Linked DNA regions of Sorghum bicolor: region 1 is linked to region 2. A link is a contact called in public HiCAR-type data. All regions are on one chromosome and are shown on one strand. The core of a region is the stretch at or near the end of the contact, and the rest is flanking DNA. Distances in the headings are between cores, read along the strand shown.

The links. HiCAR-type assays count read pairs that join an accessible place to other places.
Region 1: a HiCAR-type map of leaf shows a contact between it and region 2, with 5 times the contacts expected there. The contact joins two enhancer-like sites. A contact is called at or near these places in 1 of 4 Hi-C or Micro-C datasets (leaf) and 1 of 1 datasets of contacts at active chromatin or transcription factors (leaf).

What each region holds. Positions count from the first base shown.
Region 1 is chr5:7,207,730-7,211,572 of Sorghum_bicolor_NCBIv3, reverse strand. No RefSeq gene overlaps it. Among protein-coding and RNA genes, the nearest start is that of LOC8079742, 22 kb to the right of the region's middle. Within about 2 kb of position 2,407, at least 4 of the 5 cell types and tissues checked have open chromatin away from gene starts, as enhancers often do. A contact at or near this core is called in leaf, where this site is marked.
Region 2 is chr5:7,131,022-7,134,818 of Sorghum_bicolor_NCBIv3, reverse strand. No RefSeq gene overlaps it. Among protein-coding and RNA genes, the nearest start is that of LOC8079741, 17 kb to the right of the region's middle. Within about 2 kb of position 2,003, at least 5 of the 5 cell types and tissues checked have open chromatin away from gene starts, as enhancers often do. A contact at or near this core is called in leaf, where this site is marked.

The sequences.
Region 1 (3,843 bases), core at 1,158-3,657, 76 kb before region 2:
TTCCTGCATATCTCACTGATTTACTAATTTACCTAAATTTATGCTTGAGGATGCTTCCGCTACCTTTGCACGATGTTTTATTATGTTATATGAACACTTCATAAGCCTATGTGTTCATAATCTACATACATATAATACTAAGATATATTAAGAGGTAATATTAGAGTAAGATATGGATTGATTAACTCCTATTTTTATTATTAACTATTAAATAAATATGTCTCCGACTTACATATTATTGTAAATATTAACTATCTAATACCATAGATGTCATGGTTATTAATAAAATAAATTATAGACTTTAAATTTTATAAAAAAATAAATACAAATAGATATGTAACATCTATTAGATATTTTTCTCCCGTTGCAACGCACGGGCATATTTTGCTAGTATGCTCTAAAAAGTCAGAAACAAATTATATATAGAGGAGGAGAACAAGATTATTTACGTAAAATCAGAACAAATTATAAGTTTTTTCTAGGTTTAGAATAAATAATTAAATATGTTTTAGGTCCATGAGACAATTGTTTCCTGCTAAAAGAAAAAAAATGTTCCAGCTTCACACAAAATTCCTCCATCTTCATCAAAAATTTGTTAACTGTTCATGGGGCACTGTGCTAGTCAAACTACCTCTCTATCTCGAAAAGAATACAATTCTACCATGCATGCTCTCTCTCTCTCTCTTAGTGAAATTATCTAAAGTGTGAGAAAATTTATACTAGAAAAAGTAAATACTTATGACACCAAATAGCTACACATGAAAATACATTCAATGCAGATAATAGAAAGACTAAAGGTGTAAAATTAATATAGATCCCGTTGAATATCAATTGTGAATGATTAAACGAAAAAGGAGGCACCGTTTTTCAACCAACTGAGCTAGCATGGTTTCGTCTAACAAACTAGTAAAGCTGCATATCATATTACTACGGAGTACATATGCGATTCATGCATGCATGGGGTCGATCGCTGTTTCCTTGCGTTCCAGAAAAAAAAAGGTAATTTACGACGTGGACTCTCTAGCTCGTTCTTATGCATTCTTTTTTTTTCCCAACCTCCTCCTATATGCACCCAATTATACGTAAAATGTGCTGTGCCACTGGCAAAATCACATGCTGCGATGTTCCTGCACCGTTCACCGGCACGATGAATGACTAACGACATCTTGTTTTTTTTGGACTTATGAGCCAAATCTCTCAGTTACTCCCTCCATACCTGTCGTTTTAGCCTCTTAGCCCGTTCTCTCAAAAGATGACGCTGTGCACAGTTTCAAACCGTCGATCTCCAACCTTAAACCACAGAGAACTAGCCAATCAAGCTATGCAACGTCGTTGTAAAAGTAACACCTGCGGTGTTATTTAATAAGGTCAAAGGAGGAAAAAATACCCTCTAATTAATCACTCCTTGGTAAGCACAACCATGTTCTAAAACGTCAACTAATTTAGGTACGAAGGGAGTATTTAACAAACAGTACGTTTTGCTATAGCAGCCAAACAAACAAGGCCGAAACACCGGGCAGCTTCCAAGAAACCTCCCTGCGCTTGCCTCGCGACCTGCATCCCACTCGATGAGCTCGACGCACCTGGCCGCGATCCCGTCCGGAGACGATCGAGCCAACTCCCAAGTCGTCCCAGATCCATGCATCCCCAAATTCACAGGTTGTTGGACCACAGCTTGTGCCTGCGCAAAAGACGGCCGCCGCCTGGCCTCGCGATCGTGTCGCCGCGTAACCACCGAGATCTCATCCATGCATCCTGGTGCCTCGCCGATCGACAGTTTTTAATTAATTACCCCCGACGACGAACCCTTTCGATCGGCTTCTCGTCGTCGCATGCAGTCGCCATCGCCATCGATCGCTTAATATAATCTGCCTTGGCCGCCAAGATTCCGCAGGGACGGATTCATTATTCCGCCCCCGCCGAGTGCACTCCGATTCATGCCCGCCTCGTTGAGTTCTAAAAATTTTCCAAAATTTTATATTACATCAAATTTTTAGACGGATACATAGGATATTAAATATATATAAAATAAATAACTAATTACACAGTTTATCTATAATTTGTGAGACGAATTTTTCGAATCTAGTTAGTTAGTCCATAGTTAAATATACAAACGAAAGTAATACAGTAGCTAAATCGAAAAAATTTCACCAACTAAACAAGACCTCGGATCGACTCTCTCCCGAGTCATGCACGCACCCACACAGCAGGAGAGGAGATGGGAAACTCTCCACACTTTTTGTTTACAACGGCCGGGCTAATGAGCTGATCAGCTATAGGTTTTCAGGAACGGAATTCTCTATGCCAACTACTTGCTCATCGGTGAAACCAAGACTAGAGATGAGGAGTCCAGTGGGGAGCCTACCTAGCTAGCCTGTCGCCATCGTCGTCTCACTCGCCAATCGGCATCCAGACACGCACGCAGTGGCGTAGAGCATTGCGAAAGCTGCATGACTCGAGCGGTTCCCCGCATATGCATGACAGCCGTGACTTTTTAAGACAAACAAACATGTTTGGTTTAGGTGTGGAGAAAAACTGAGTTCCTTGTGTAATTAAGCACCAGCTATCGGTTTAGCGACACGAGATAGTATTGTGTAGGCGACGGTTTTATTTGGTTATTCATCTATAATTATTGCCGACTGGTCCTTGATGGAGACTTAGAGAGAGGTTAGTACAATAGGATACATTCATACATCAATGATTGTGCTTTTTTTTTAAGATCTGCGGCACTCAACTTGTTGGTGTTTGTGGGGGTAGATAGATGCATATACGTATAGTATGCCTGAGCGAGAAGACACAAAGTTTGCACGCAAAACAACAGAAACCATCAACTAGGGTGGTTCAGATCTCGTGCATGCATGACTGGAGGGAGTACTATTAGATCACTACTTATTGGTTAAACCGTGAGAGATACGAGAGAATCAGGCTGCCTTTGCAGCAGTGAATTACTACTCCCTCCTTTCAGAAAAAAATGGTATTATTAGATTAATCATAACACATATTTCCGTAATAAATTTGTTTGGATACATAAATGCTAATAATATTTACTATAAATTTAGTCAGACTTAAGCAAACTTAACTGATACGGATCCCATAATTGCATTCTTTTGTGCACGGAGGACGAAGTAATCATAAACTTCCTCCATATCCCTCAATAAATCATATCCTAAAATCAGTGCCAGTTAAGCCTGACTAATTTTATAGAAAAGAATAACAACATTTATAACATAAAATGAACATCTTATGAAAATATATTTTATATAAATATAATAATATTAATTTGATACCATTTTTCTATAAATTCGATCAAAGTTTAAAAATTTTGACTTCGGATAACTCTATGAATTGATTCTTTTAGAGACAGATGAAGTAGCTAGCTAGGAAAAAAGGAGACACAACAATTTGCATGTTGCAACATTGTTAATTTCTTTTGCAAAACAAAGCACGCGCCGGTGACAACGGATTCCACCATCGCTAAGTGGATTATGATTCATGATACAACTAAAGAACTACTCATAGTTTTTATTTATCTCTCATCGCGTGTCCGCCCACCTTTGCATCCATCCAATCCATGCACCTCTCTCTCTCTCTCTGCCCGTGCCCGGGACCATCAGCAAGCAACTAGCATTGCTGACAGCATCGAACGAGTAATTAAGTCTGAGGTTGTAAATGGAGCCACGTCTACCAGCGAGATCAGTTTAGCGGCTTCGATCTCCAGTCCTCCTGCTCCTGTAACCTGTACTGTATACACGTCTATGTAGCAGGAGGGTGCTGGAAACAGCTGGGTTTACGAAACAACAATGGGTACTGTCATCTAATCGAGAAAGTAAACAGTCAATAAGA
Region 2 (3,797 bases), core at 754-3,253:
TACAAACAAAATTGCTACCGTGTCCATTTTGCAAAAAAAAAAGAAACTAAACAAGGTCTAATATGGTCTTTTTTTGTTTTGTCACACAAGGGAAAAAATCACTGAGATAATTAATTAATTTGACTAAGCACCAGAGGGAAGGAAAAAAACTGGCGGACAGTGGCACTGGGGAAAAGAAGATTTTGTTGTCGACACCAATTGGCCTAGGGGCATTCAAGTCAAATGCCAGACTACTTAACTGCCGTTAGACTTCAAAATGGACGGAATGACATACGGGTATAGCCGAAGATGAAGTTGGGCACAGCGGTGCGAAACAACTTTTTAATGGCATTCTGGTTTGGTCAATCTTTCATAATGACATACAGGTAAAAACCTCTGAATATCGTGTCGTTGTCTTAAATGACTTTTTTGTGGGTACGGAGGGAGTATTATTCTAGCATTCTTCTCAGGCTTATATATGCATGTAACCCCACAAACACTAGGCCTTGATTTGGCCCTTTTTAGTCTACATATATATATACTATACCTAATACTAAAGAGATAAAATTTCAGCCCAAAATTTTCGTCTGGTCTGATTTTCTTCTGGCCTCTTTCTATTTCTAGACCAGCTTCGACTCGCCCACGTCTGAAATCCAAATCCAAAGCGGACTGTACTATTGTGAAGGCAGACGCCGAACCAAAACAAAAAAGGTGAAGAAGAAAAGAAATCAAATAAGGCTCCCATGAATCAAAGCAGAAACAAAAAAAACCAAATAAGAAGGCTCCCATGAATCGATCCATAAACAAAGAAATACGAAGAAATCAATTAAGAAGGCAGTAGATCTGTAGGGAGACGATGTAGATCCGCTGATCTTCTACCAGCGGCAGCACTCCTGCTGCATGTGGCGGCGGTGGTGCTTCTGCTCTGGCCTCCGGCGTCCTCTTGGGTAGGAGACGGGGGAGGAGCATGGAGGCTGGTGCCGCCCTCTGAGTTGCTGCGAACCGGCAGAGACGGAGCCATGAAGGGAGCGGAGTAACGGACAAGCTGCCGCAGCGTCGCACGCGAGAGGAGGGGCGGCACATCCACATGCGGAGAAACAATTCCGCAGGGTGAGGGTCTGGTGAAGGGTTGGGTGGATGGATAAGGTTTTGGATGGATAGATGAAGATGGACGGCCACAGGAGCTAGTGAATGGGGCTCCTCAAGGAACGGGTACAGGTATGGGGAATGCTCTCCCATCCCCGACCCGACGGGGATGGTTTTGGAGGTCGATGGTCTTCTCTCCATTGCCGCCGCTGTGGACGCGGAGGTTTCGAAACCCAAACCTCACAAGGCAGAGCGGAGGATGCGGGAGATCACCATCACATGCGGAGGACGACGGTGGCGGCGCTGCCGCTCTCCCCTCCCGCCGCTATTTATACACCTACCGACCGACCCACGAGCGTGCCATGTGAGCTGCTTCTGGAGAAGCAGTGCAAGGGAGCATCTGGATCCACGCCTCCTCTCCTCCGTGAATATGCTCGATTGACTTTGCTTGCTCGCTCCGGCAGCGGGCCTTCTCTCGCTTTTGGTTTTGGGGGAATAGACTGGCCATGCACCGGGGAGTGGCGGCCGATGCCTCTGCCTCTGCCTTGCTGGCAGCTCGGCGTCGCATTGGGCGCTGGCAGCTCTGCCTCGTTTGTATTTAATTAATTTATTATTATATTAATACAATAAAATAAAAAGTTTTCTGTTTTTATTTTATAAAAAAAATTGAAAGTCATCCATAAGGGTCGTATCCTTTTCGGCTTCCCGGGCGGTATAGGGAGCCCGGCTGCTCTATAAGGCCGCTCTCAGTTTCATGAGAGTAGAGAAAATTTTATAAAAGTGAAAAAATTTTACACTGTTTGTAAAATATAAATGCGTTGAAAACTGGGTCATGAACCTCCACCTAAATTAAACAAGTGTTCAGTCGATCTGCCCTCTCGTCTGTATGCTGCGCGCGTGACTCGAGGAGAGTTGATCCTGAATCGGAGTGCACTTGCCGGGGGTGGAATCCGTCGCCGCGGAATCTTGGCAGCCAAGGCAAAAGCGACGGCGACGGCTAAGGCCATCCTCAATGGGAGTTTCATGACACAGTTTTCAACACATCAATATTTTGGAAACTGTGCATAAGAGTTTCATGGGGATGAAACTCTCTCTACTCCCATGAAACTCTTATCATCTCTCTCTTCATTAATATAGTGCCACATCAGCATATTTAATGTGCATGAAACTCTAATGAAACCCCATTGAGACTTGCCTAATAAAGAAGTCGGCGAGGCCGGGCGCACCAGAAGGGATGATGGGTGGGTACGCGGCGACACGGGCGTCTTTTGCGCAGACAGAAGCGAGAGCGGGCAGGTGGAATCAGCTGCCTGCGGGTGCGTGCCGGCGGCGCGCGGCGCCCACGCCAACGAGGCGCATCGTCGTCGGAGGCGGGAGGCGGTTGGGAATGTGGGGCCGCCGCCGCGTATCGCGTCGCTGTGGTCCAAACAACCACCTTTGATGGATCATCGATGCATGGATGCATGGTGGGAATGGGAGCTGATCGGCTCCCGGACGGGATCGCGGCCAGGTGCGTCCAGTCGAGTGGGAGCGGCCGTCGGTCGCGAGGCAAACTCAGCGAGGTTTCTGGGAAGCTGTCACCTATAAAAAAAAAATCGTTTTGAACAAAGTTTAGATTAAACATTGAGAATATAAATCATGAATAAATTTTACGATGTTGAATTTGGAAATGTGAAAACCATATGAATAGATTTGTCTTGAAAAATAATTTCATAAAAGTATACATATACCACTTTTTTGTAAAATATTTTTTTATAAAAATAAAAAGTCAAAGTTAGGCTTTAAAGACCTTATAGTTGTCCTAAACAACTAAACAACTTTCTTTATTGGTGTGGATGGAGTATATACCTACTATCCTGGAACGCGAGAAAACAACGATCGTCCAATCCATGCATGAATCACATATTATGGCCTTGTTTAGTTGTCAAAATAAAAAGTTTTCGGCCACTGTAGCACTTTCGTTTGTTTGTGGTAAATATTGTTCAAATATAGACTAACTAGACTCAAAAGATTCATCTCGCGATTTAGGCCCCGTTTGGCACGGCTTCTCCAGTGGCTTCACGAGCCGTTTGGAGCCGTTTTGTGCCAAACGGGATAAAATAGAATGGCTCCACCAATGAAGCCCCTAAAAATATGCTCTTACAGAGCTTTAGGGTGTGAAGGAGCCAAAAATAGTGGCTTCTCCCGGCTTCACCTCATCCTACCTGGCGTTCTGTGAGAGCACATTTTAAGAAAAGAGTTGTTTTGCTAAATGGTTTACCAAAATGGCTCCAGCTCCACCGATAGAGCTGTTCATGAAGCTAAAGCCCAAAAAACAGCTTCACTAGTTAAGTGGACCCGTGCCAAACAGGGCCTTACAGGCAAACTTTGTAATTAGTTTTTATTTTTGACTATATTTAATGCTCTATGCATATGCCGCAAGATTCGATATGACGGAGAATCTTGAAAAGTTTTTGGTGTTTTTGGAATGAACTAAACAAGCCCTATGATTTACAGTACAGTTTCACCAGTTTGCATGTTAGACGGAATAATCATGTGCTCCCTCCTCAAATCATCATACTAGCTAGACTAGATCGTTTGTGACGCTTCTTCGTCCATCCCCATAAAACAAAACCTTAGGGCTAATTTGAAAACTTGAATCCCTGACTTTTTCCAGGCTAGAAAATTAAGCTATGGGAAAATTTTGAATGATTATTTAGTTTTTCATGGAGAAGTTTTGTATTCCTAGGTGT